Linked DNA regions of Mus musculus: all the other regions are linked to region 2. A link is a contact called in public HiChIP or PLAC-seq, Micro-C and promoter capture Hi-C data. All regions are on one chromosome and are shown on one strand. The core of a region is the stretch at or near the end of the contact, and the rest is flanking DNA. Distances in the headings are between cores, read along the strand shown. Region 1 holds the start of Retsat (retinol saturase (all trans retinol 13,14 reductase)). Region 2 holds the start of St3gal5 (ST3 beta-galactoside alpha-2,3-sialyltransferase 5). Region 3 holds the start of Sh2d6 (SH2 domain containing 6). Region 4 holds the start of Kdm3a (lysine (K)-specific demethylase 3A). Region 5 holds the start of Immt (inner membrane protein, mitochondrial).

What was found. Promoter capture Hi-C pulls out the DNA fragments that hold promoters and counts their contacts. Hi-C and Micro-C count contacts between places; a contact is called where the count stands out from the background. HiChIP or PLAC-seq counts read pairs in DNA pulled down with a chosen protein or histone mark.
Region 1: a contact with region 2 is called in a promoter capture Hi-C map of pre-B cells, with 2.4 times the contacts expected there. The contact joins the promoter of Retsat here to the promoter of St3gal5 in region 2. A contact is called at or near these places in 3 of 39 promoter capture datasets (liver, neutrophils and pre-B cells), 1 of 115 datasets of contacts at active chromatin or transcription factors (microglia) and 1 of 9 other capture datasets (pancreatic islet).
Region 3: an H3K27ac HiChIP or PLAC-seq map of microglia shows a contact between it and region 2, with 6 times the contacts expected there. The contact joins the promoter of Sh2d6 here to the promoter of St3gal5 in region 2. A contact is called at or near these places in 1 of 484 Hi-C or Micro-C datasets (embryonic stem cells) and 1 of 115 datasets of contacts at active chromatin or transcription factors (microglia).
Region 4: a Micro-C map of embryonic stem cells shows a contact between it and region 2, with 5 times the contacts expected there. The contact joins the promoter of Kdm3a here to the promoter of St3gal5 in region 2. A contact is called at or near these places in 2 of 39 promoter capture datasets (erythroid cells and pre-B cells), 4 of 484 Hi-C or Micro-C datasets (CD4 T cells, embryonic stem cells and uterus) and 1 of 115 datasets of contacts at active chromatin or transcription factors (pancreatic cancer cells).
Region 5: a promoter capture Hi-C map of pre-B cells shows a contact between it and region 2. The contact joins the promoter of Immt here to the promoter of St3gal5 in region 2. A contact is called at or near these places in 11 of 39 promoter capture datasets (the C10 cell line, cranial neural crest, erythroid cells and 7 more), 3 of 484 Hi-C or Micro-C datasets (CD4 T cells, the G1E-ER4 cell line and embryonic stem cells), 5 of 115 datasets of contacts at active chromatin or transcription factors (astrocytes, bone marrow-derived macrophages, craniofacial prominence and 2 more) and 2 of 9 other capture datasets (adipose tissue and liver).

The regions. Positions count from the first base shown.
Region 1 is chr6:72,596,519-72,601,400 of GRCm38.p6, reverse strand. Retsat (retinol saturase (all trans retinol 13,14 reductase)) reads right to left here and starts at 2,799. Exons shown (of 11, transcript NM_026159.5): 1 at 2,605-2,799; 2 at 246-428. The coding sequence starts at 2,773. Elmod3 (ELMO/CED-12 domain containing 3) reads left to right here and starts at 2,988. Exons shown (of 12, transcript NM_001253692.1): 1 at 2,988-3,079.
Region 2 is chr6:72,093,416-72,098,922 of GRCm38.p6, reverse strand. It overlaps St3gal5 (ST3 beta-galactoside alpha-2,3-sialyltransferase 5), which reads right to left and starts at 1,315. Exons shown (of 7, transcript NM_001035228.2): 1 at 1,141-1,315. The coding sequence starts at 1,219.
Region 3 is chr6:72,518,563-72,524,018 of GRCm38.p6, reverse strand. Sh2d6 (SH2 domain containing 6) reads left to right here and starts at 3,983. Exons shown (of 12, transcript NM_001374030.1): 1 at 3,983-4,059; 2 at 4,137-4,258; 3 at 5,051-5,108. The coding sequence starts at 4,193.
Region 4 is chr6:71,629,366-71,634,470 of GRCm38.p6, reverse strand. Kdm3a (lysine (K)-specific demethylase 3A) reads left to right here and starts at 1,554. Exons shown (of 27, transcript NM_001038695.3): 1 at 1,554-1,633; 2 at 1,892-1,974; 3 at 2,200-2,415. The coding sequence starts at 2,230.
Region 5 is chr6:71,829,552-71,834,672 of GRCm38.p6, reverse strand. Immt (inner membrane protein, mitochondrial) reads right to left here and starts at 3,353. Exons shown (of 15, transcript NM_001253681.1): 1 at 3,158-3,353. The coding sequence starts at 3,202.

The DNA of each region.
Region 1 (4,882 bases), core at 1,550-4,049, 500 kb before region 2:
AGGTTGTCCTGCTTGGCTATGTTCATGTCCAGAGGGGGGCTGCCCACCCTTTCTATAAGAAACAAATCAGAACATATACCACCCAATGCTTGCCCAGTAACTAGGCCATCGGACAGAAATGGAGGTGCCCAGAGAGAAGTTGAGACCTCCAAACATTAAAATGCCCCCATGTCACTCAATAGTGTGTGTTATTAGCCATCTAAAGACAAGGCCATGCTCCTAACCCTTTCCCACACAAGCCTTACCAGTGTCAAATTCAAGGCCATTTTCCCCAAAGGTATGACAACAGCCGCCCGCCTTGGTATGTTGTTCCAGCACAAGGACTCTCTTGCCAGCTTTAGCTAGAACCGCAGCTGAGGCCAGTCCCCCAATGCCGCTGCCGATCACCACTGCATCCAGCTTCTCTGGTACTCGGCTGACTGAGAAAGCTGTAGAAGGGAGGAGAAGGGTGAGCTTCTCAGACGAGGGCAGGAAAGTCAAGTCAAAGAAGCCGGGGTCCTTCTCTAACGTGTACTCGGTAAGAAGTCTCTACGGCTGCTGGGCATGGTGGTGTACTCCTGTGATGGGAGCACTTGAAAGGTGCATTAGGAGGCCAAGATCATCCCACAGGAGGCCAGCCTGGGCTCGTTAGACCCAGTCTCAAAACAAGAGGGAAGGCAGACCTTTCTTTTAAGGTAGTTTATTTACTCTTGACTAAGATGTCTCAAAACATTCTACCAGGGAATACCTCGGACCAGACAGGCAGGTTAAGCAGTGATGAGTCTTAACCCCTACAGTGTACTTGAGGGATTTGATACCTTTCAAAGGAAGTAGGACTGACTCAGCTAGCTACTGTAGAACAAAACCAGAAAGATGGCAACTGCACAGGGCTGTAACGTCAGTTCTGTGAATGCAAGCGAGGAAAGAAAAGGCAATAAGGCTCAGGGTGGGGGCTGGGGACGCTGGTGGTTCAGGGAACTGGGTTTCTTTGGAAGAAGCAAGGTCTCTGAGTGCCAACGGAGGTGGAGCAGGCAGAGCTGCTCAGAGGCTGCTACTCTGAGAGGTCACAGCACCAGCCTCAGAAAAGGAGGAAGGTTGGTGTGCCGGGAACCTCACAGAACCAAACTGGAATGCACGGTCAACACAAGACCTGGGATTTGTTGTTTTCTCCCAGTCTTTTACTTCCTTTCCTCCTTTATTTACTTACTTTCTTTGATTTTATTGATTCGTGTTTTTTAAGACACACGGTTTCACTACACATGTAGCCCTAACTGGGCTGGAACTCCCTATGTAGAGATCCACCTGTCTTTTCCTCCCCAGCGCTGGGATCACAGGAATGTGCCACTATGTCCAGTAAATCTGCTCATTAAACATCATTGCCCAAGGCCAAGTGTTCACAGCTTTAGTCTCAGCACTCAGGAGGCTGAGGTGGGAGGATCTCAGTGAGTTCAAGGCCAGCCTGGTCTATATAGCAATAGCAAGTTCCAGGACATCTAGAACTATAGAGAGAAACACTGTCTCAAACAACTAAAAACTAAAAAAAATAAAATAAAAAAAAAATCTCCATCCAAGCCATGGTGGCTCACATCTGTAATCCCACCATTTGTAATCTCTTGCTGATGGTGGTTGGAGAATCACTGTGAATTTGAGACACACTTGTCCTGTATAGCAAGTTATAAGCTAGCCTGGGCTACAAGTATGAGACCTGCCTCTCCCCCAATCCACAAACAATAACAATAATAAAATAACTGGGTGTGGTGCCTCTTAGGAAGTAGAGGCACAAGGATCAGGAGTTCAAAGTCAGTCCCCAAAAAATAGTGCAGTTAAGGCTAGCCTAGGCTTGGCTAAAATTTACAAGTCAGAGGCTCCTGGAGGTCAAAGAGGTGATCCTTGTTTGTTTTTTGAAAGTTTTGCATTTGGGGGTTTTGGTTGTTTTGGGGTTTGATGTGTGCATTTAGACAGGGTCTCATTGTGTAGTCCAAACTGGAATTAAATTGTTGCACCACTATGCCCAGCTCCAACACTTCCGTAAAACGTTGAAAGGCAGACATGCTGGTGCATGCTTGTAATCTATCTCATCATGCTGGGGACAGAAGAAGAGGGCTGCTCCGGGTTTGAGCCTGGGCTGCGAAGAGAGTTCAAAGCCAACTCCAGTACAAAAGTGAGACCAGTCTCAAAAACACAAACCTTGGGAGCACTCTACACGTGCTTTAGAGATGGTTCACTGGAGAGTGGAGTTCTTATCCCTAGCCAGTACTGAAATTCCGAAGTTATTATCAAGCTTCAGTTCTATGAACTGGACTACATTTTGCCTGCAACCCGCTTGTTAGGAAAACTTTCAGTGCTGCTTCCCTGTGCCCCCGAGCATGCACAGAAGTATAGGGAAAAGTTGGCTCCAGACCCAAGTAGGGGAAAGGTCTCTTATTCTGTGTAAGCCGTGAGCTGAAAAGATTCCAACTGGCGGGGCTGGAATTTGGCGTGCCAAGGGTAATGCCTGCACCCTTTCAGAAGCAAAGAACACTAAATTATGGAACCTCTGTGTGCAAGAGAAGTTTTCCCAGCACTTTACTAATGGGGAGACATGAGCAGAAGGCCCGAGAGCAGGCCTGAAACCCATCAGTTGACCTTGTTTGAGAACTTTCTTCCTAGCCTCCTTGTCGGTCACCAGGGGTTCAGGCGGTCGCTTGACATCCTCGGCGAAGGGGTTCGGGGAACTTGCAGCGTAAAGGCCCACGTAGACCCTGTGGAGGATCACCAGCAGCAGCACGGCCAGCAGCAGAGCAGTGATCCACATGTTGCTGCCAGGGCTCGGAAGACCGCGTCCTTTCCCCGCTGAGCTCGGCTTTTATAGCTGAGGCCCCGCCCCTCTAGTTCGTCCTTGGAGTAATACCAGACTTGGAGGAGCCGAAGCATTTTGACTCACGCCTGCTCAAAACTGATGAAGATTGTCCATTATGGACCTCCGTATGATCTTTGCAGAGCAGGAGTTCAATTGCCTAATGGGAAATGTAGTTCTAGCGCGAGACAGGCGACACTGCACGGCTGCGCGAAAAGGGGGATGTGGGATCCCCCCCTTACCGGAACGCTGGGGACGCGTCCGGTGAGCAAGGGGTCTGGTGAGGGAGGTGAGGGTGAGGAGGACGATGTCTGGTGGAAATGGTCACCGCGGGACCACAACAAGGATGAAAGTTGCAGGTCTGAGAGAGATCCTGTCTGGGAGGCAGAGAAGACCTGGGTTCTGGTGCCTTTTCCGTGTTGGATTCGCTGGAACCTCGGAGGCAGTTCATTGCTTTCCTCCCCTCTCCTCTTCCAAGCAGTGACAAAGTTTCTGTGCCCACACAGCCTCTGTCTGGGTATCTGAGTTGAGACCTTGTTGAGACCTGCACAGGAGCTCTCCTAAACCTGTGTCAGCCCAGGACTGGCAGCCTCACACCGACGTTATCCCTAGGTGGATTCCCCTAATCGTAACTACTCTATCAGGCTCTCAAAGTGCAAGCCACCTAGGACAAGCCTCAAGAAAGACTAAGTCAAGGATCATCCTGTGTGTTTATTTGCATTTAAGGACGCACCAGCTTCTAAATCAGCTTTTCAGAGAGTTTAAGCTCCAGCAGACAGTCTAGATATCCTACCATCTTAATGTTGCCCTTTGAGGAAAGTAGGTCTGAAATACGTACTTGACTTAAGAGGGATTTGTTTGTATAGGAGGCCCATTTCCTCAGGTACCCACTATCAGGAGGAATGACTTCGTAACTTTGAGTGTTTTGTCCTTGTTTTAGGCCCCAGCGGTGCTCCAGTCCGGTATGTAAAGCAGGTCATGCTTCTATGCTACTTGGTTCGTTTTCCCCACAGTAACAGGAGAGCCTTCCCGAGACTTTGTCAGTCCTACCTGTGACCCTGCCAGGTTATCTGATGTGTGTGTATCTTATGCTGTCATTTAGGCCGAGATGGAAGGAAAGGAAAAGAGAGGTAGATGCTGAGGTTCTGGGGAGGGGGGGGGGGAGCTAGTTCCTGGGGTGTTTCAGGGAGGACGTTACCACCATCCTCTCTAGATCACAGGCAGCCAGGCGTCGAGCCCAAAAGCTGTTTGTTACTGGCAGTCAGTCCTTGGGGAATGTAAATCATAGTCCCCTAGTGGAGGACTGGCTCCGTGGAGGGCCTCCCCACTGACTTAGTCCTCTGAGTCTGTGAAGTATGACTGTCAGTTGTGTGAGAACCATCCACTCTCATTTTCCCCCTCGATATCAGGGGTTGAGCCTCCTTTGCTGCCACTAGGTTACAGTCCCAGCCTTTCCACACTGACTCTCTGGTGTGTGGGTGTGAGCATGCATGCCCATATAGGAACAGAAAGATCAGGGGGACTGTAAATTGCCTGTTCTGTCACTCTGTGCCTTCTACCTTTGAAGTTGGTAGAATTGCTTCTCTGACTGAATGTGGAACTAGGCCCAGCAACCAGCAATCCTTTTAATTCCATCGACCAGAGTGCTAGGGAGCCAAACTCAGGTTTTTACCCTGAAGCAAGCCCTCCTGCCCACTGAGTCATCTTCCCAGCCCCTTGTGTGTGTGTGTGTTTTTTTTTTTTTTTTTTTTTGGTTTTTATCTGGGTGAGCAGAGCGGTGTGTGCCATGGTGCGTGTGTGGAGGTCAGAAGACAATTGCTTCTTTATTTCTACCAGTCTTCTAGGTCCCTCTAGGGACTGAACTTAGGTCATCAAGTTTGCTGGCAAGCACCTCGACCCACTGAGCCATTTCACCTGCCCTTGCTTTGTTTTCTGTTGAGACAGAGTCTTGCTAGGTAGTCTTAACTGACCTGGAACTCTATGTAGATCAGGCTGCCCTCAAATACACAGTGATTCTCCTGCCTCTGCTTCCAGATTTCTAGGAATCTGGGCATACATTCATGCGGG
Region 2 (5,507 bases), core at 66-2,565:
GTAGGGCTGCAGGTAGAAGAGGATTTACAGTCATAAACCAAGGGAAGGCTTGGCTAGACACCAGAGGGCAGAGATGAGTGTGAGTCTCCTTCCTTTGTAAGTCTAAAACCCAGCACAGCTCTTGGCTGAAGGAACCTGAAACCCATCGGTCCCAGAAAAAGCACAACACATAAAAATGCCTCTTCCTCCTTTTAAGTACATCTACTTACATTTACACCTAATTTTGCAAAGGCAAAATTCATATATGTGAATTAAGACTGAATTACTGGGGGGAAAGGTATAAAAATTTCATTTCCAAGTCAGCTAGTGATTCTACAGAGTTCTCGCCAATTGACATATTTATTCTAAATGGTTAAAACCACAAACTCATTGTGGAAGAGACCCAAGCCAACAGCAAGTTAAGTCTTCCAGTACAGACCTGGAGAGCAAGCTCCCCACAGGAGGATATCAGTGTCTGCCAAGGTCATCCAGCTGATGTGCAGTAGGGACAAGAGCTTTCATTTACTGGGGTCCTACCAATTGTTCTCTAACACCCTCTCCGCAAAACAAACAAATAAAACAGCGCACAAAGAACGCGTCCCCTCGTCAGGACACAGCTTAAAATTTCCAAGAAACCAAAACGGTCTCCCAATGTGTCTCCTCCGCAGGACTGGCCGCAGAGAGGGGGCAGGGAAGGTCACCAGTGAATTTCTGCCAGCAGAAAGCTACCCACTTTCACACTGCACGTCTACCCACATGGATGCACCAGGAGGGTTCAGGCGCCACTAGTTACCCTGTACAAGGTTCCCCAAAGCAGTCAAGGGAGACACTGAGTCTATTCGACTCTGCCGGCTCAGAAGGTTCCAGCAATGAATTAAAATCCCAGAACCAAGCGACGTGAAGAGGGCCACTCTGGCTGGACCTGCCACGCGGGGCAGGTCATCCTTACCCGCAGCGCCGCGTCCACACCTGCGCAGGCTGCGCCGGGGGCGCCCATGTAGGCAGCCAGGGGCCGCGACCCTCCGCCCGTGTCCCCTAGCAGGCGCGTCCGGCGTCGCAGGGCTGGGGAGGAGCCGCTGGGCCTGGGGTATCGCAAAGGCGGATCGCCGCTATCTGGGCTCCCCGGTGTCCGCTCTGCCGACTGGGGGCTGCGCCACGTACCTCGGCAGGCAGGTGCCGCTGCTTGGCTTCGCAGCTTCTGGGGCCTCCGCGCCGCGCCGCCCACCGCCTCTGTGTGCATGCTAGGGAGGGAGCGCTGGCAAGCCGCCAGCCCGGGGCCCCGCGCCCCAGCCAGCCCCCGGCGCCGCGCTCGCGCCAATTCAGCCCCGGACAGTCCGCTCCCCCGCGCGGATGCTGAGGGGGGTGGGGGTAGGCGGGGGCGGGGTCGCGCGTCACGAGGATAAGGGAGACCAATCAGAGTGCGCCGAGGCCCCGCCTGCGAGCGGACTGTCCCCCCGCCCCCTCCGACTGCTAGTGCGAGGGGGAGCGGGACAACTCCAGCCGAGAAGTAGGTGGGGCGCCAGGCAGCCTAGGATGAGGGTGCCCCGCGCTCGGGGATCTCTTCAACTCTCCCCAGGCTTGCGCGTGATTAGATAGTGGAAGGCGTTCCGGAGAACCTAAGGTGGCTCTGGACCGGTTAAAGGCTTTGACTGAGCATCCAATTAGGAGTCGGAGCTGGGGAACTAAGGGGCTTGACGTAGTCACGTGCTTTATTCGCCAGCTGCCCACTGGTCTTCAGGTAATTACTGGTCCTGGGTTCCTGAGACCCAAGAGACAAATACCAGGACAAGCTAAATCAGCGGTTCTCAACCTGGGGGTCGCCTAATACCAATGGAAGACACGTTTATTTACATTTACGATTCACAACAGTAGTGGAATTACAGTTATGAAGTATCAACGAAAATACTTTTTATGGTCAGGGGTTACCACCACAACTTGAGGAAGTGTATTAAAGGGTCGCAGCATTAGGAAGGTTGAGAACGATTAGGCTACACGGTTGTTACTGTGCTAGTTACCAAAGCCAACCAACTTGTTTTAACAGGAGAAGGAACTGAGGTCTGTGTGGGACTGAGGGTGAGTAGCTTTGAAGTCATTTGGAGGCCGAAGCAGGAACAGAACCTGGGCTTGGAGCGCTCAAATCTTATTTGTCTGAAAGCTAGAGAGGCCCTGGCCTCTCACACCTTATTTTGGAAAGGAAATGCCATACGATTTTTAAAAACACATTTAATAAATCCCAAAATTGGTGCATTAAAAAGGCCTAAAACCGGACTGGATCTCCCTTTTAGGATATTTTTCCCCATGATCTTCTAGAAAAGCCGACAAGAAAGGGATCCAAAGCGCAGAGTAAATGATATAATGTAGCCAAGTTCTTCTGAGGATGCAGACCCTTTGTTACTGCATGTGTGTGTGGGAAATCCCCTAGTGCCATAGTCTTTGTTATATTGGAATAGCTTGCCTTCGACCTCAAGAACATTTAACCACAAAGGGGCATTCTGATAGTCAGGAGGCACGCTTTCCAAGATAACAGCTCCAGTTTTCTTGGTGACTGCATAGCAAACTCCTTTTTGGGTCTGCTCAAGGTCCCGTGCTAGATCTGTGTATCAGCTGAGAAAATTGAAGCTTTGTAGTGGAAGCTTGTCAGCCTGTACAAACAGGAAGAGGCCCTGGGCTAGCTTTTAGAACTCCCTTCTCCAGCCCCAATCAAGCATGGCTATCCATCTTTTACCGAACAATAACCCTCTCATTTTGAGAAGGAAGATCCTAGACCCTGAGCCAAGAGCCGTTATCAGTTTTCCTTTTTACAGCAGCTTGCTCTCTTTGCTCTTTCTCCAGGGTGGAGAGTAGAACATGGTCGCCTGGGAACTGGGGGATGCTCTCTGGGTAGTCAATGCCAAGAATAAAGACATAGGAAAGAACGGAGTAGGTGGATTCTACTTTCATGGCTATCCAAAACAACAAATCTGTATGATTTTAAAGCGAGGACACTGGAAATAGTCTAGAAAGGGAAAAAAAGATGGAAGAAAGCCTGACATGTGGCTAAAGCCAGTGGGTTGGCCAAGGCTGGTCAGACACTAGCTAGCTGCCTGGAATGACTATAGCAGGAAAAAGATTGCAGAGCCGCTCACTCTCCTACTATTGGACCAGCCTGAGGCCTGCCTGTGTGGTCTGATGCTCTGACATCTCTGTGCCTTGGTTCTCTCCCACATCTCCCTGTGTGGAGCCCCACCCTCTTAGCAGTAAGGGCTGTCCTGGAAGCTGGAAGCATCCTGCCTTACAAGAGTAGGTGTAAGTTGAGGGCAATGAAGTGTAAGAAGTGAACTCTACCTTCTGTCTTAGTCTCCTGGGACATTTGTTTCAAATATTCATGAGCTCTGTCACCTAGTTGACACTTAGTGAAGGAAAAGAAGACCTGCTCCCAAAGTCCCCAAATAACACACTAGAATCAGCCACTAGATTTCAATGGTTTACTGAGTGGCTTCAGAGAAGCTTCCAGACTCTGGCTACCATACAGTAGGACTACTAATAAATCAGAGATAGCAGCTACCACTTCCTAAATTCACTTTTTCCATTTACTACATTAGTTAATCTAATGACGTCCTCTCACCCTCCCCTTGTGAGCTGCAATATTCTATTTTGGTAAGTTTGTCTAACTTTTGGTTCTATTGGGTGGGTTCTGTTTGAAGTTTAAAAAAAAAAAGATAAATACGGTCTGTGTCCTCCTTGTTGTCTCCGGGACCCTTTCAGAGAATCTCCACAGTCAAAACTATTGTATAATAATCTCATGACACAAAAGGTGAACAAAACTAACTGCCCATCACTAATCAAAACAGCATAAACGATTGGGTGGGGTAGTACATGAATGGAATGAATCCCAGTGTACTGGAGTGGACGAAAGAGGATCAGAAGTTCAAGGTCATCTTCAGCTACACAGCCAGTTTGATGCGAGCCTGTGCTACATAAGACCCTGTTACAGCAAAACAATTCATGGTACCCAATTATAAAGATCCTTGACGGGGCTGTGGACATGTCCCTGTAACTCGAGTTCCAGGTGATCCAATGCCCTCTTCGGGCCTCCGTGGCCACTGCATGCATGTGGTACTCAGACATACATGCAGACAAAATACTCATACATACAAACTAAAAATAAGTCTTTTAAAAAGATTCTTGAGTATGCATCTTTCTCTATTTTTATTTTTGTTACCTTTCATTCATTCATTTCTATAGAAATGGCATCTTTTTCTTTTCTTTTGTTTGTTTTGTTTTGTTTTGTTTTGTTTTGTTATTTGAGACAGGGTTTCTCTGTATAGTCCTGGCTGTCCTGGAACTTTCTCTGTACACCAGGCTGGCCTTGAACTCAGAAATCCAACTCCCTCTGGCTCCTAAGTGCTGGGATTAAAGTTGTGCACCACCACTGCCCGGCTCTTCTTATTATTTTATATAACAGAATGAAGACTTCATTTAAAACACTTGCTTCAAAGTGATGGAATATGATTGAAAAATGTTTTGGTAATTGAGTTGTAAACAGAATCAATCATGTATTTTCAGAAAACATTTTTTAAAAAGTGTGTGTGTGTGTGTGTATGTGTGTGTGTGTGTGTGTGTGTGTGCATGTGTGTAGGACTCTGTGTATACATTCATCTAGTATATGCAAGTCTTTGCATGCATGTGGAGGTCAGGATGGGACAGGGGGTGTCTCTGAGCCACTTCATCTTATTCCCTGAGACAGCATCTCTCAGTGAACTTGTAGCTAGGCTGGCTGGCCAGTAAGCTCCTGGAATCAGCCCTTCCCCCACCGCAGCACTGGGGTTCCAGTACAGGTGGCCATGCACAGCTTTTATGTGGGGTTTGGGGATTTGAACTAAGGTCTTCAGCAAGTGCTCTTTCCCACTGAGCCACTTCCCCAGTCCCAATTAATCTATTTTTATCTGTTTATAAGATGAGTATTTAAATTATAGGGCCCTATGCTGATTAGACACATGTTCTGCACTGAACAGTACTCCCTGGCCTACGCTTATCATTTTTAATGAAGTAATGAATATTATTTAGAGGGAAAGTGCTGTTGTTTTAGACTTGTTTTGAAACAGGCTCTCACCCTGGCTGGCCTAGACCATCCACATAAACCAGTGTGGCCTTAAACTCAAAGAGCTCTGCTTACCTCTACCTCCTGAGGGCTAAGCTTAAAGTTGTAGTCCATCACACCTGATGCAATAAATATTTTAAAAATATATTCAGTTTTAATTTTTTCTCTGTTTTTTGTTTTATTTTATTGTATTTTTGTTTATTTGCTTGCTTGCTTCGTTTTTGAGACAGGGTTTCTCTCTGTAGCCATGGCTGTCATGCTCAGCAAACCAAGCTGGCCTAGAACTCACAGAGATCTGCCTGCCTCTGCCTCCCCAACGGCTGAGATTAAAAGTGTGTGCCACCACTACCAGACCTGTTTTAATTTCTAACTGGGCAACAAACATGAGGTAAAGTCTATATCTAGAGGGTTTTTGTTGTTGTTGTTTGTTTTTGTGGTGTTTTTGGTA
Region 3 (5,456 bases), core at 2,734-5,233, 420 kb before region 2:
CTGGCCTCGAACTAACAGAGATCTACCTGCCTCTGCCTCCTGAGTGCTGGGATTAAAGGCCTGTGCCTTCTCCAGTGATAGGGCAAGTGGAGGGACTGACTTTGTATTCTTAATGGTTAGCTGACTACCCTGGCTTAGATTATATAGACTGTTCACACAGGAGATTGGTAGCTGGGATCTCAGAAATCCATGGAGTCACTCTGTGCTCTGAATATACCATAACATGGACACTCAGTGCTGCCAGACAGCGAGGGAGTCAACCTTGCAGTGAGCTCTTGCCGTCCCCTGTTGAGGAACATATCCAGAGGCCCTGTCATGGCATGCATGAGGTGATCCCAGTCAGAAAGGGACTATCCAGAGCCACCTGTCTGATGCGGCTGCTGAGGCAAACCTCTTGTTTTCCCCTCCTTTTGTCTCTGTGTGGCTGGTGTCCCTGTCCAGGCGACACAGGTTCTGACTCCCTGCAGCCCTTTCCTGCTCCTAGGCCTTGCGATTTGCCTATGCAAAGCCCTGAGCAGGAATGAGTAGCTGGGGTGAGGGTAAGAGGGAGGTGGCACTGGGAAATCCTGCCAGTTCCGGTTGGAGTAGGGTGGCATCCAGAGTGTTCTGTTTAGTCTGACCTGTAGACTTTGACCCTATAGTTATCCATACCAGGCCTTCCTCTCCTCTTGTGTAAATAAGAGAATCCCTTGGGTGAGAAAGTTGGCCCTTGACTCTTGGTCCAAATATGGAAGGATGTTGAGGCGGGAGATGAAGGGCAAGGAATAGGCCCAGGACCTAGTTTCAGGTGGACTTGATCCTGTCTTCTCCACACTCCTCCTTTTCCATGGTACTACCTGGGCTCCCTGTTGAGTGGCTTTTCTTGGCTTTTTAAATGTTTGGGTTGTTTGTTTGTTTGTTTATTGAGACAGGGTCTTAAGTAGCCCAAACTGGCCTTGAATATGATACACGGCTGACAGCCTTAAGTTCTGATTCTCCTACTGGGATTATAGATGTGCCCAGTTTTTATAGGATGCTAGGGATCACACACAGGGCTCTGTGTATGCTAGGTATGTGCTCTACCAACTGGACTAGGTCCCCAGCCCAGGAAACTTTCTCAGTTTCTCAGAGCCTCAATATTATGGCTTCCCCTCCTTCAGCTCTTATGTTGAACCTCTAGTTCTAGTGACCCTAACAGAACACTGAGCCACTAGGGAGGCAATTAAGATGAAGTGGAGTAAGGCCCTGGTCCTACAGTCTTATGTCTTTATAAGAAGAAGTAATAGCTGGCTCAGCCACCCTCTGTGCTCACAGGCAGGAGGCTACCTGAGGACACAGAGTGAGGTGGCGATATCCAAGCCAGGAAACAAGGCTTCACCAGAAACTAACCCCGATCTTAGCCTTCTATCCTCCTGATCTCGAAGGAAATAAAATCTCTGTTGTTTAAGCAGCTCAGTGTTGTGGTATTGTTACATCAGTGTGAGCTGACTAATAGAGTTGGTGTCTTCATTTGAAAGTGAGCGTAAAACCGGGGCTTGCCTCATAAAACTATTCTGGGAGTCCAGTGAGGAAACGATACTTGTAAGGTCTGACTGCTTTCTGTAGCATTTCTGTCTGGATGTCTGAAGCAGTGCCTTGTGAGTAGCACATGTTTATAAACCAATTGTTGTTGGTTTGGTTTTTCTTGTTGTTGTCTATTTTATTTTGTTTTGACTTTTGTGTTTGTTTCATTTTGTTTTGTTTGAGGCAGAGTTTCACTGTGGAGGTCTGTGCCTGTCCTGGAATTCAGTATGTGGTCTCATCGTCTCACTCAAAGCCTGCCTCAAACTCACAGAGATCTACCTGCCTCTGCCTCCCAAGTGCTGGGATTAAAGGTGTGTGCCACCATGCCCATTTTGATAAATAGATGTTTTATAAACGCCTCCATTAAAGAATAAACTGGTCACATGGAATCTGAGAGCCTCTGAATTTTCCCCTCACCTTTAACTTTTTGGATCTGTGATCACCACCCACTAGCAAGTGGTAGAAGGAGTAAAGGGTTGGGATGGGTGACAGCAAGGTGGCATCTGTCCATCAATGTCACCCAATACGGTTCTGAAAAGGTGATGCCAGAGAGCCACACCTGGTCCGGCTTAGGTCTTCTAGCTTGGATGAAGAACTAGAGACCACAGCTATAGAGGAGAGCGGGGCCCTGGGAGTGCCCTGGATAAAGTCCATTTTGGGTGGGAGACCACAGGCAGAGGCGGGCACCTTCCAATACTTAGAATATGTAAATAATGGGAACAATGGAGCCCTTATCCCCCAGGACATTTGTGGCAGCTCCTGGGCTCTAGAGAGGCAAAGGGGCTCCGCTCACCTACCTTGCCATGGTGAGACTTGGTTCTAGAGGATCCTTGGGCCCATATACCTGCTGAGACTCCTAGAGATCCAGGACTGTGGGCAGGGAGAGTCCCAGCTGTACTAACCACTCTGCCCCTGCTCTTTCTAGGACAGGTTCAGTGGCAGCAAGGCCCGGTGAGTGCCCCTCTTTCTCCTGCTCGCCCCTTTGTCTTCACCTACCTCCCCCTCACTGGAGCAGCTGTCTATCTCTATCCACCCGTGTGCTTCCACTCTGCCAGCCCTGTGCCCAGCATCCCTAGGGTATCATCTTATCCAGCTGTGCACCAAAGGCCACTAATTCTGCCTGCCCCCTGAGCCCACCCCAGTCTTCTCCTTCCATTGCTCTGATCTCAGGTCCAGGCTGTCACACTGGCTTCTTCAGAGAGCATTCCTAGTCATAAGTGTGAGTGGTCTAAAGTGCAATGTCACCCTGACAGCACTCAGGGTCTCTTTGGGCAGAGCTGAGTAGAGTCTGCTTACAGGTTGGGGCCACCACTCCTTCCTGCCAGAGGTGCAGGTAAGTGCACAGTGAGTCTTAGGGGCCCAGCAGACCAGGGTCCTCCACAGTTGGATCTCCCTGAGTGACTCTAGATAGCCTGTCCCACCACCTGTCCAGCAAGGCTTAGCACCTAAGCTTGGTTCTCTTACGTGTCTTGGTCAGAATCCGGGTACGGGGGTCAGGAGCCATTGATGGGTGAAACAAACACATCTGCCGAGATCCCCGTGTTTCACCACACCTGTCTTGTCTACACTGCTAAAAAGGCCCCTTTTATGGGTTCCTTTAGTTGTAGGGTTGAAATCTATAGTTAAGGGAAGACGGTTTACGATTTATCAGAGAGAGAGAGCAAAATAAACCTTTTGCTGGAAGTAGGTGGGCTGGGGTGAAGCAAAACCAGTCTATCTATCCAGATACCCAAGTTTGGAGAGAAAGTAGAGCCAACCCATCTTTCCTGTCTGGCCCAGAGACCTGGAGAAACAGGGTAAGTCGGAATGCTGAGGATGGGGGAGGGGAGGGAGGGAGGCACCAGCCACCAGGGCCTGCCATGTTCAAGCCTCCATCTTCCCTATGCCACCAGCATCCCTTTTTGAAGGCCCAGGAAGAGGGAGAAGAGGAGGATAAATATGAGCTGCCCCCCTGTGAGGTTCTGCCCGTCAGTCTGGCCCCTGCACAGTCTCTTGGCTCTAAAGACGACTCCTTGTATCTGGGTGAGGGCTGGGAGGAGGGAAGGGCTGAGAGGTTGGGTCAAGGCAAGAGGGTCCAACAAAAGGAGAATCCGGCCCGGCCTCTCTTCCTTCTGCCTGAGTTGGGGCAGAAAAGGGCCTCAGCTGGCTGCCACTGAGGCCTCTCAGCTGGGCAGAAAAGGCTAGAGAGATGGAAAGGAGTTAAAACTGTAAAGAAGGAAAATGGAGAGGAGGCAGGAGGGAGGGGTGAGGTAACTAAGGCAACGTTGACAAAGCAGGAAGCCCGACCCAGTCCCTAGGGCCTTGCGTTCCCTCCTCTGAAATCGCTGCACATCCTCCCAACCAGGGTGGGAATGCCCTGAGAGGCCACCACCACTGGCATCTCACCCCCCCACCCCCACCCCCGCTCAGTCATGTGGGGGCAGGGAAGCTGACTGTCTCCAGTTGCCATGGAGACGGAGCTGTTAAGAAGCCAATAAGTAGAGGAGACAGGAGGAGAGAGGGAGAGATGAGGGCTAGGTGGGGAGAAAGTGGGAATAGACTAGGGAGGACCTTCCTCCCTCTCCCCAGTTTACAAAGCATGGGGTCTCTTTCAGATCGTTCTGGGCCCCTGGATCCATCCAAGCCACCACTGCCCCCGCCTCAGTCTACCATGGCCAGAGGACTCCCCATAAACCCTTCCTTCCCTACCCGCCCTACCTCTGGCTACCATTTCCCGGTGAGTAAATCTTACAAACATCTCATTTGCACAACCCCTCCCGCCCCCCCACCCCCCCTCCCCGCTCCCGTTCCACCCCCAACATGCGTTTATATTCTAGATGCCAGGAAACCTCTGCCTGTGCATTACAAACCAGAGTGAAACAAACAAACAAATAAACAACAAAATAGCTCCTCCCACTTGCCTAAAGGGTCCTTTCATCCCTTCCTTAGTCACCCCTCTGCTCTGCTCCCCGCTCCAGCACAGCTCAGCAGGGCTCTCCATCCTCTGCTGGGGTTGGGGGCAAGGCTCAGCTACCTTCACCTGGGCCCTGGACCACAGGACCCATCTCTGGCCAGAGGGGTCAGCTGTCGTCATCCCAACTCCCTTCCCCGCTGTGATCTGGTGGCTATTCACTTTCGTATTTTACAGAATAAAAATAAATAAATAAGCAGGGGAAATTTCGCAGTAAGGAAAGGACCCCAACTAGAGGCAGGGGGAAGCATTGTCAGTCTCCTTTTGTAGTATTTTATGTTTGTTTTTGTTTGTTCAGTTGTGTTTTCTGGGGGAGGGGCAGTTGAGAGGGGGGGTCTCATGGAGCCCAGGCTGGCCTTAGACTCACATCTACCCTGCCTCAGCTTCAAGCATGAACAGGCTAACAATTCAGTGTTAGTGTTGAAAGCAGCACATCAGCTCTACCCCCTTGCACCCCAGCTTCCTTGTTCTTCAACTGCCTGCACTTCACACCTCCCTCTCTCCTCCCTCCTCCCTCTTCCCTCCTCCCTCATTTCCCTCTTTCCATAATGCCCACAGCTGAAGACAGCAATGAACCCACAGCCTGCAAAGCAGGGACCTGTTTTTGGAAGGCAAGGTAGAGTGTCCCCTCTCTTTCCACGGCTCCACATAGGGAGGGGAGGCCTCTCCTACACTTCTTCTCTCCTAGAATTTTGGGGTTGCCTTGAACAGGGCTTGCTGCATCCCTCCTAGCCACACCTCCTTTTTGTTTGCCAAGCCTCCAAGTCAGTCAGTACAGGTATCATTACCACCAAAGCCATGATCTGCTGTGCCCTAGAGTTTGAAAGCAGAGGCCCTGACCTCCAGGCCCTGTCTTCAGTCAGTGTGATCCCTTGGCCAGGTGAGGGGCACCCTAGAATGAAGTGGTCAAACCTAAGACCCTCCATAGTGAGACAGCTGAGTATTATCCCTCATCAACAGGCAA
Region 4 (5,105 bases), core at 305-2,804, 460 kb after region 2:
TTAAATAATGTATAACTGTACAAGATGCCAATGTAGCTTTCCTTTGATTAGTCTTATAAAAATTTTACCCTAATAGTTTCAAGTTTCTTATGCTGTACTTTTCTTATGCCAAAAAAATTTTTTTAAATACTAAGTACCTCTCCATGTTTATTTATAAAATTAACCCATTTATATTTATTGTAAATATAAATGGACTTATTCCTGTCATTTTATTTTTAACCATAATTTCTTCTTCTTCCTTTTGTTTTTCTTGTTTCCATTTCTGCCTTTTGATGAAGTGGATAGGTTCCTTCATTCCATTTCCCACCTCTTAATGGTTTGAATATAATAAATCCAATTCAGTTTAATTCAACTTCAGCATTATTTAATCTTTAACATTCTGTTGTCATACATTCAAACCAAATATTTTTCAAAATAAACATCTGGTACTAATTTGCATTGTATAGCATTCCCTTATACATTTTGAATTTTTTCTGAATTCTCATTTTCACACTATTAAAACTAAATTTCCATTCATTTTATAATAAAGATTAAGTGTGATGTTAGATTAAGCACCAGGCTTCATAAAGAAGTCTTCAGTTATTCATTTCATTTTTTGATTCAACCAAGAATCCTCTGGTCCAAACCATAAAACCATCTTTTCTCTCCTTTGTCTTTCAAAGTCACCTCTTTCATTATCACTTTTATCATCAACTCCATCTACTTTCTCAATTTCTTTGTTGTTTCAAAAATCTTATATCCACTTTACATTTTCTTTTTAAAAAACCTACATCCCACATAGTTTTGAATAGATGGTTTGCCTCTAGATTTAATGAACATCGTTTTCCAGCAACTCAATGCCTTTCTTCATTTATCCTTCAAAATGGCGGACCTAGACAGTCATGATCAGTACCACGTGCGCCTGCGCCTCCAGCGGCCATTTCACCCATCAGCCCAAGCTCCAAGAGTCCGCCCCTTCTGGCGCGTGCGCAGGAGCCCCCAGAGCCTAGTCGCTCCTCCCCCTCTAACTGCGTACGCCTGAAACCGCACGTCCCAGTGCTGTCCCTCCCCCGCAGGCTGTGCACCGCCCCCGCCCCTTTCCCGTGAGATTCTTCCGCCTGGTGGAAGGTCGGTCTTCGCTCGACAGCCTACGCGCTTCAAGTGCAATCCAATAGGCGCTCATGATCCTGGGTCTCCCCATTCAGTCTTATCTGTGAGCCTGTGCGATTTTCTTTCTGGCCTCAAAGTCGATAACCGATTCGGCGGGACTTTTTTGCATAGCGCGAGGCAACAAATGGAAGAATGGAGCTGCGGCGGAGGGATCTACCGACCGCGTTCTGCGCGCTTTAATGGGGGATCGGCTTCGAGTCGTTGCTGAGAGCGGGGGGAAGGGAGGAGGCAGCCAAGGAATTGTTTTTTTTCCTCACCCCGCCCTCTTCAGCATAACCAATAGGAACGTAGAATTTCCTAGGCTGCCCCGCCTATCCCCCGCGACTCAACCAATCATCGGTGGCAGCGGCTCCGAGGGGGCGGGTCCGGGAGGCTGTGCGTGTCTTGTGAGAGAGAGCTCTTGAACCAAGTCAGAGCTAGAGTCGGCTGGGCGGCTGGGCTCTGTTGCCGCCGTCGTGGGTGACTCAGGGAGGCGGGAGGCGGGGTAAGCGCTCCGCGGGCCTCGGCTGCGGGAGACAGAGGGAGAAGGGTGAAGGACCCGCGCGGGCGGTCGCCGCGTCTTCTCGGTTCAAGGCTCAGGACGGGCGGGGGTGCGCCCGAGTCGGCGGCCCGGAAGCGGGGGGCGGGGGCGCGGCAAGTGTCGAGTCGCGAGCGAGTCCACGGCGGCTCCGAGGCCGCTCGGGGCGGGGATCGGTCGCTGAGACGGGCCCTAGGCACTAAGAGGGAGCCTTTTCTTTAACAGGGCGAGGGGACGAACACTTAGGCAAAAGCACTGGCGCCGCGGCTCAGTCCTCCCTTCTCTCTCTCAGTGTCCAGCTTTGAAAGGTTTGGAAAAAGCGAAAGTTGTTGGGGCGAGAGGGTCACGCGGCACTCGGGGGGGTGTTTGCGGGGGGGAGTGCTGGGGGGTTGGGGAGGCGCGGGTGGCAGCTTGGGGCGCGGAGTCCACCTGCGGGGGTGTCACTCCACCGGTCCCTGTCGGCGCTTCGTCTCTTCGGGCCGCCTCCGACCTCGGCCGCCCCCCATCGCATTTTGTTTTTGTGCCTTCTGCAGGGAGGAGCCCTTCCTGCTGGCGTGGAAACCATGGTGCTCACGCTCGGAGAAAGTTGGCCAGTATTGGTGGGGAAGCGATTCCTCAGTCTGTCCGCAGCCGAAGGCAACGAAGGCGGCCAGGACAACTGGGACTTGGAGCGCGTTGCCGAGTGGCCCTGGCTGTCGGGGACCATTCGAGCTGTTTCCCACACCGACGTTACTAAGAAAGACTTGAAGGTAAAAAACAAAAAGACTAAAACAAAATACAAAATCCCTAAACAAACAAACAAAACCGTCTTCTGGGGGCTGGGCAGTCAGACGGTTTTCAGTTACCTTGGTAACGGGACAGTTGAGCGCCCCTCCCTCCCTTTTCTGAAATGGGCCACTAGAAAGTTGGCAGGTGATCAGAAGGTACAGAACTCTAGACCGTGAAAGTCTTTGAAATGGGGTGTAGTGTCAAGGTGTGTTTGACCTAGAGCTCCAGTGGCCTGAGATTAATAATGGGTTTAGGATTGTTCAGACATGCTTCATTAATGCAGGCGCTGGGTCCCCTGGGACAGTCTGATTATGCCCCCAACGGGAGGCGTATTGTTTATTAGTAATAGGTTAAAGAAGTGGATGACAATTAGAATCATTGAAGGCTAGCTTGAAAGTGCTTTCAAAAAAGATGATTTCAGATGATGGTGTTCCTCTTTATTTCTTCATTCAACTTTTTAAACTTTACAACTTGGAAGTGAAGTGTGAATGTAAGGGAAGGAGCTTAGTTGTGTTTATCTATTTAGTTTTGTTTGGCTTGTTCTGGTGGTGGGTATTTGCTGAGGTATGGTTAGTGAGGCAGGAGTAGGTCCCCGGTTGTTAATGAGGATGGGTTGGTGTGGCTACAGCCATATATGGAAGCCTTGGGTGGAGCTGTCCCGTATAGGGTGTTTGAAAGGAAGGGGAGAAATGGAACTTGCATGACCAGTTAACACATTCTGGAACCTTTTTCACTTAGATCTTTTGAAAGGAATGAATCCTACTCTGTGATACAAATATTGGTGTGAAAAAATAGTAGGGAAATAACCAGTGAGGAAGCCATTGTGCCCACAAAGACTCCTTGTGCAAAAATCAGCTGAAAAAAGATTCCTAACAAAGGCTCCATAGTGATAATAACTTCCAGGAAGCTTGTCAGGACAGACTATTTCTACCCTGAGTAATGGACATGCCTCGGAATCTTCTGTGTTTTTGCCCTTTTCTTGAAAACTACTTAAAGGAAGCAGGTTTTAGCCATTGTCAGTTAAATGTTGATTTCTGAAACACTTCATTTAAGCTCAGGCTTGACAGTGCATGCCTACACCATCACGAGTCTTGAGAGGATCATTGGAAAAGGTTACTTGGTTATGTGTTTTCAGAGTTTCCACCATGTGCCTTGTCTACATGTTCTAAAAGTGACCACTGGGCACTTAACCACAGCAAGCATCATAGTGATCACTAACAAATATACTCTTATTTGGTCCTTAGAGCAGCACATTAGGCTACAAAGTACTGTTTGCTGTTGATCCCACGTTAACTTGTATCTAGGAAGACAGAGTTTTTAGTAGTCTATGGACCCCATCCTTAGAAATTAACATATCCAGGGAGTTTTCCTGCAGGGATGTCCCCCTTAGCCATCATACTGCTTGGTCAGAGTTGTGCCATGCTGCTTCTGCTTATACTCTGAAACATAGCTTTTCTCCTCCATTCCACTTATTTTACCAAATCAAGTTTTAGAGATAGGTGTATGCAGATGACCAACCTATTTGCTTTAGGCTTTTACCTTTCTACCTAATACAGGCTTTGTGTACCAGATTTCAATCATGGTTGTGGTTTTTTTCCTTGTTGTTTTGTTTTTCCTGTCAAGTTAAAAAAGAAATTGTAGTACATTTATTTGATCTGATCTAAATGGGAACAATATTTAAACTTTATCGTCCTTAGTTCTTGGGAAGTTGACAGGAGCCTAGGTTTCCTTCTTTTATGACAAAGGGCCTGTTGGATTTCACATGTAAAGTTAAAGATCTTTAACTTATTGTTTTCATCTCCATCCCTCTCACCCCCCAAGCCTTTGAGAAGGAGCTTCACTTTCAGACAAGTCTTTGGTCCAGGCTGTTGTAATTAGCTATTAAATAATGACAGGAGGACTTGAATCCATTTTTGGCAGTGTGTCTTCTAGGATTTCAGTTCAAGAAAATTTTTGTTACGGGTTTTGCCTTGCTGAGAAACTTTTACAACTCAATCATTTTGTAAGGTGCAAATTGCTTCCTTTTTTCCAAGCATTTATCTCTACATTCCCTAGTTGAGTAGCAAAAGTAATTAAGTTTAGAGAACATGTTGTATTTAACAAAAATGTATCTTAAAACTCTATAACCAAGTTACATTCAGTGAGATTAAAGCAAGAACCAAGTAATTAAAGCCATGTTTACATCTGGGCTTAGTGATCTTGAAGGTTTGGAGGGTGTCTTTTCTGGTGGAGTTACTAGGCTAAATGCAAGCGAATTTCAGGTTGAGTTCATGGGACTGTTCATTTACTGTTAGTGCAAGCCTAGCCTTTCTAGACTTGTATCTGGACGAAGGAATACAAGGTAAAGCCTGCCTAACATTGTTTCATCTAGAAAGATACTTTGTAACAAAAGGATTTTAAAGATTAGAAAAGCAATATAAAGAGTAGTGGACTCTGAAGAGTTAAAGTGTAGTTAAAGTAGGTCATTGTTAAATAGCTATTCTGTGGCAAGTGTCTTTAGACCCCTTCTAAGTATCCTACTAGCTAAGGTGGTTTTTTTTTTTGTTTGTTTTTGGTTTTTGTTTTGGTTTTTGTTTTGTTTTTTTTTTGTTTTGTTTTGTTTTGTTTTTGTAGGAATTGAGATTTAAAGAAGTTAAATAACCTGTTCACTCTTTTCTCCAGACCTCAGACA
Region 5 (5,121 bases), core at 2,104-4,603, 270 kb after region 2:
TGCTCTCCTAAGTCTCTATATTGCTGGCCTGCAGATTGCTACTACCCCTGGCTTCCTCAGTGTCTGGTCTGCCAACATGCATGCACACAATTAGGTTTGTTTCTCTAAAGAACCCTAGCCTAAGGAGTGGGTTTAAAAGAAAATCAGGGTACTTATTGAGAGTAAGAAAAAAAAAATCATAGATCACTCAAGCATGTCACATTTACTGAGCATCTATTAGGAGCAAAGAACTGTCACTACTGGAAATATAGCAGCAAACGACACAGGAACAAGCTAGTTGTGGAGTTTATGGACTTTTGTGGGACAGAAGCATGCAAGTCATTGCCCTGGCTAACCCAAATTGTAACTAGAGACCTGGCTGGAGTTCCCTGCCTGTGGAGTGGTAGGTATGCAGGTATGCAACACCACACTTAACTTGGAACTTACTTTAAATACAGGAAACTTAAAACAAATACACATGTTAGGTAGTGCTAAGATGCACAAATACATAGGTGTAAAGTGGGAGTGATGTATATAGAGAAGAGCAGTTCCTAGTCCACTTTAGAAAAGAAAGGCCACTCTGAAAGGAAGGGGGGTTAAGAAAGACCCTGCATAAAGGGATGAGCAAAGACCTGTGAAGAAGTCAGAGAAAACAAAACAAAAATAAAACAAAAAAAACCACCAGTGAGTTATCTTGCTGGAGGTACTACTGTAAAAGACAGTGAGGGGAGGCAGAATAGAAAACAAGATGTGGGCCTGGTGAGTGTGGAAAGAGCCTAGACGTTATTCTGAACATGATGGAATGTCAATGAAGAGCATGATGTTACATGTTTGCTTTTTAAAAGTCCTTTAGTAGCAATTAAAGAACTTATTTGAAGAGAAAGGTAAAAAGGCAAGACATGAAAGCAGATGAAATTTGCCAAAAACTGGAATCATTTGGTAAGTTGATAAAAAACAAATTTGAGGGGTTGGGGATTTAGCTCAGTGGTAGAGCACTTGCCTAGCAAGCACAAGGCCCTGGGTTCAGTCCTCAGCTCTGGAAAAAACAAAACAAAATTGAATGTAAAAACATAAATGCAAAATTGAGAGGAGGAAGAAGGGGAGAGAGGGAGAGACAGAAGGGGAGGAAGGGAGGTGGGAGAAAGAGAGAGAGAGAGAAAGAAAGAAAGAAAGAAAGAAAGAAAGAAAGAGAGAGAATGAGAACACTCAGGAAAATAATCACAGAAGATTCACAACCTGGACTGGGTATGAAACCGAGGAGAGGTAACCAGCCAGGCCGCAGACATAGAATAGTATAAATGAGACATATAAGATACTAACTAGTCAGGGGACAAGCCCTGCTTAAGACCTAGGCATTTATTCATGAATAATAAGCCTCCCAAGTCATTACACAGGAACAGGGCCATAAATGGAAAAGCTCACTTATATTTAATGTTCTTCCAGAGGACCTGAGTTCAGTATCAGTGTCAGGGAGTCTACAACCACTGATTAACCTTAGCACTGGGGGATACAGTATCCTCTTCTGGCCTCCATAGGTGTGTACATGTACACATATTCATTCATTCACACACACACACACTCTCTCTCACTCTCTCTCTCTCAGACAGACAGATAGACACACACACAAATAAGCAGCAATATCAAATGCTACAGAATGAATGAAGAGGTAATGACAATAAACCTATGAATTTGTTGACAGTGACTTCAGGGAACTTTAAAATGTTTGTTGAGAGCTAGAATACCATTCATGTTTTAGTCTCTAACTGAGCTCCCCAAAAAGAAATCTGAATTAGGGAAGTTACTCAGGTAGGGCTAGTCTAGTAAATAAATCAATGAGAGAAGAGATGTTGAAGTAAAGACAGAAAGAAGCACATGGTAATACTAAATGTGTTGTGTTTCGTGTTTGGTGTTAGGAATGGCCTGTAAGTGCCTTGTGGCAAGAAATTGTTAGAAGGTTCTAAAAGCTGAGAGCAGCCACCTGCAAGACACAGGAGAGAACATGGACTTTAGTGCAACACCTGAAGGGGCTGGATTTAGCTAATTATGAATTTGGAGGAAGTAAAAAGTACTATCTACAAATGAGAATCAAAGCACAGCTAATACTTCTCAACAAAGCCTTGCATGACTCTAAGCTGAGACTCCACAACACTAATGTCCAGACTACTACAAAAACTGGAAGATAATCAATGAGGGTGTAGTTACAGGCTGCTTAATGTGTGCTGTTGGATAAATACCAACAGAAAACTAATACGGGGCTCACTTCCCTATGCAAGAGGCTGAAGGACAAACAGTAAAGCAAAAATAAAGAACAAAACTGCTTAACTTCAATCATCTCAGGATGACCCTGTCTCGAAACTTTATCCAATTACTGCTCAAGTTGCAGCATGTTCCTCATAACCTTTCAAGTGTTAGTTTTCTAAAACTTCTGAGTAATGGAAATGGGGTTTTTATTTTCAACTGTAGAAAGTTATACTGACAGTTATGAAAAATTAAAGAGAGACAAAACAGGGCGCCTAAGATACCTGAATGTCAGACATGGTTCCAGTGCTTAGAGACACTGATCCCCAAGCTAATCTCAGAAATAAGCACAAGGTCATGACTTCTGTCCTCCTTCAGCACCAGAAGTTTAAGCTCGAGAAATGAAAAATCTTTCACCTTTTACTATAAGACTAGCTCAAAGGCGCTCTCGGCTACGGAAACAAAAGGAACCCACTCCCAGATTAACAGCAACTTTGACCCCTAGGCTCTCCACCAGTCCAGGAACCTGCTTATTAAAGATGCAACAAGCCCTGAGAAGCAATCCCTGCTGGGAACTGTAGTTCTCCCGCGCCGACCTTCACGATTGGAAACCTATCACGTGCCCAACCGGCGGCCCAGACGCCAGCAGCCAGGATTGGTCCGAGACTGAGATAAGGAGGTACTGATTGGATACCAGGTCCCTGAAGCCACGCCTCAGCGGCACACCCGCCTCCCCGCGCTCCACACCCCAGCCCGCTTCTTCAGCAATAACCCTCGAGTCATTCCAGTCCAGCGGCCGCCCTAGAGGACTGCCTCGGTTCCCCGCACTAGGGGTGGCTCTGCCTGGGGGGGGTGCGCATCATGGATGCCTCTCACGTTGTCCGTTGGCAGTCCGCAGTCAGCGTGACCACGCGCCCCTTCGGAGAGACCCCACGCTCACCTGGGCCGCGACGGTCACGCCGGATAACTGACAGGCCCGCAGCATTTCTGCCGAAGCGACAGCGCTGCTGGTGGACGCGGGAACGACCGCGGCCGCACGAGAGGAGGGCGTGCGTGCTGGTGTGCGTGCCCGCGTCTGTACAGCCTAGCTGCGTCCGGCGCACCGGAAGGGCCACCGGCACCACTGCGCACGCGCCGCCTCCTCCCCTGCTACAGCCGAGGCGGCTCCCTGAGGGTGGGACTCACCCCGGCTGCGAAAAGGGGAGTAAAGCGGTGATTGGCGACTAGGAGGCGGAAGGGCAGGTTCTCCTTCCGGGTCGCGCTTGGGCGCTAGTTTGTCTGCAGATGACCGGGTTACTAGGTGAACTGGCCGGAGAGTGCTGTGTAAAGTTCGACTGTGACTCTTAGAATTAAAGCGTTGGTGAATTAAATTAGAATTAGACTCTTAGAATTAAAGGGATGGGGAGGTGGATCCGGTAGGGACGCCTGCTCCCAGTCCTGACGACCTGAAATTTGCGACCTCTCTGGTGGCAATAGAATCGATTCCAATTAGTTGTCCGCTGACTTCTTTATGGAGCTGAGGCACACGTATGCCTACAGGGTTTTTTTTTTTTTTTTGGTTTTTTTTTTTTTTTTTTTTTTTTTTTTTTCTTTTCCAAAGGGTTGCTGAAGAATAAGCGAATGTGCTGAAGGCATCCTGGGGCAGAATGTGTTTCCGGTGTCTTTAAATAGTAGAGAACGGATAGGAACCCAAATTCTAAGTTCAGGTTTTTACTTAAGTCACACCGCTTTTTTTTTTTTTTTTTTTTTTTTTTTGCCACTTTTATTTTATAAAGATGATTTCGGTCGCAGTTTTGGGGACGGTTTGGAAGACTCTTCCAAGCGTTCTGAGTTTAACAATGTGTTAAAAATTGACTGTCGTTAATATTCTATGTAAATTCCACTATGATTATGTGGTTCTCTTACCATAATAACATAGAAAAATAATTTTCAAAATCTGTTGGAGGCTGGACCTAGTCGTGCATGCTTTTAATCCCAGCGCTAGAGAGGTAGAGGTAGGCAGATATCTTTTGAGTTCAAGGCCAGCTTGATCTACAGAGTTCCAGGACAGCCAGCTGAATATATTGAGACCCTGTCTTGAAAACCACAAAACAACAAATCTGTTTGCAAAATACTTACAAGCCATAAGTAGGTGATTTGTTATGATACGATACAGATAAAAAAAAGCTGCACTTTTATTTTCATTTATAAAATAAATGAAGTCCAGTGTTGTGGTCACACTGTAAATGACAGCACTTGGGAGGCTGTTGCAGGATTGGACTACATAAATTTCAAACAAAAAACAGGAAAGATTTGAAAAATATCAAAAATGTGTTTATGTTCTATATTATCTACGTTCTATACATGCCAAGCTTTTCAGAGCACTTCAGTAATGTACTTGTCGATCTTTGTCATGTCATCATTCGACAGCCTCCAGTCCTCCCATTTTCTTAGTAAATCTAGCAGTCTGGCTCCATCCCTGTTCACCGCTGCTCTGGTTCTTGCCAGCGTGATAACGTCTCGCACACTGTTGACCCGGGGCTGCTTTTGTACTACACTTCGGACCTTGTACTACAGACAGTCTCCTTGGCTTTAAGATCTCATTCTTCAGGGCTGGAGAAATGGTTCAATGTCTAAGAGCATATATTATTCTTGTAGAGGACCCAGATTCAGTTCACAGCCCCAATATCAGGCAGCTTACAACTTCCTATAAATTATCAGAGAGCCCTCCAGATACAGACACAGACATGATTTATAAAAATAAATCTTAAGCCGGGCATTGGTGGCGCATGCCTTTAATCCCAGCACTTGGGAGGCAGAGGAAGGCGGATTTCTGAGTTCGAGGCCAGCCTGGTCTACAAAGTGAGTTCCAGGACAGTGAAGGCTACACAGAGAAACCCTGTCTTGGAAAACAAAAACAGCAAA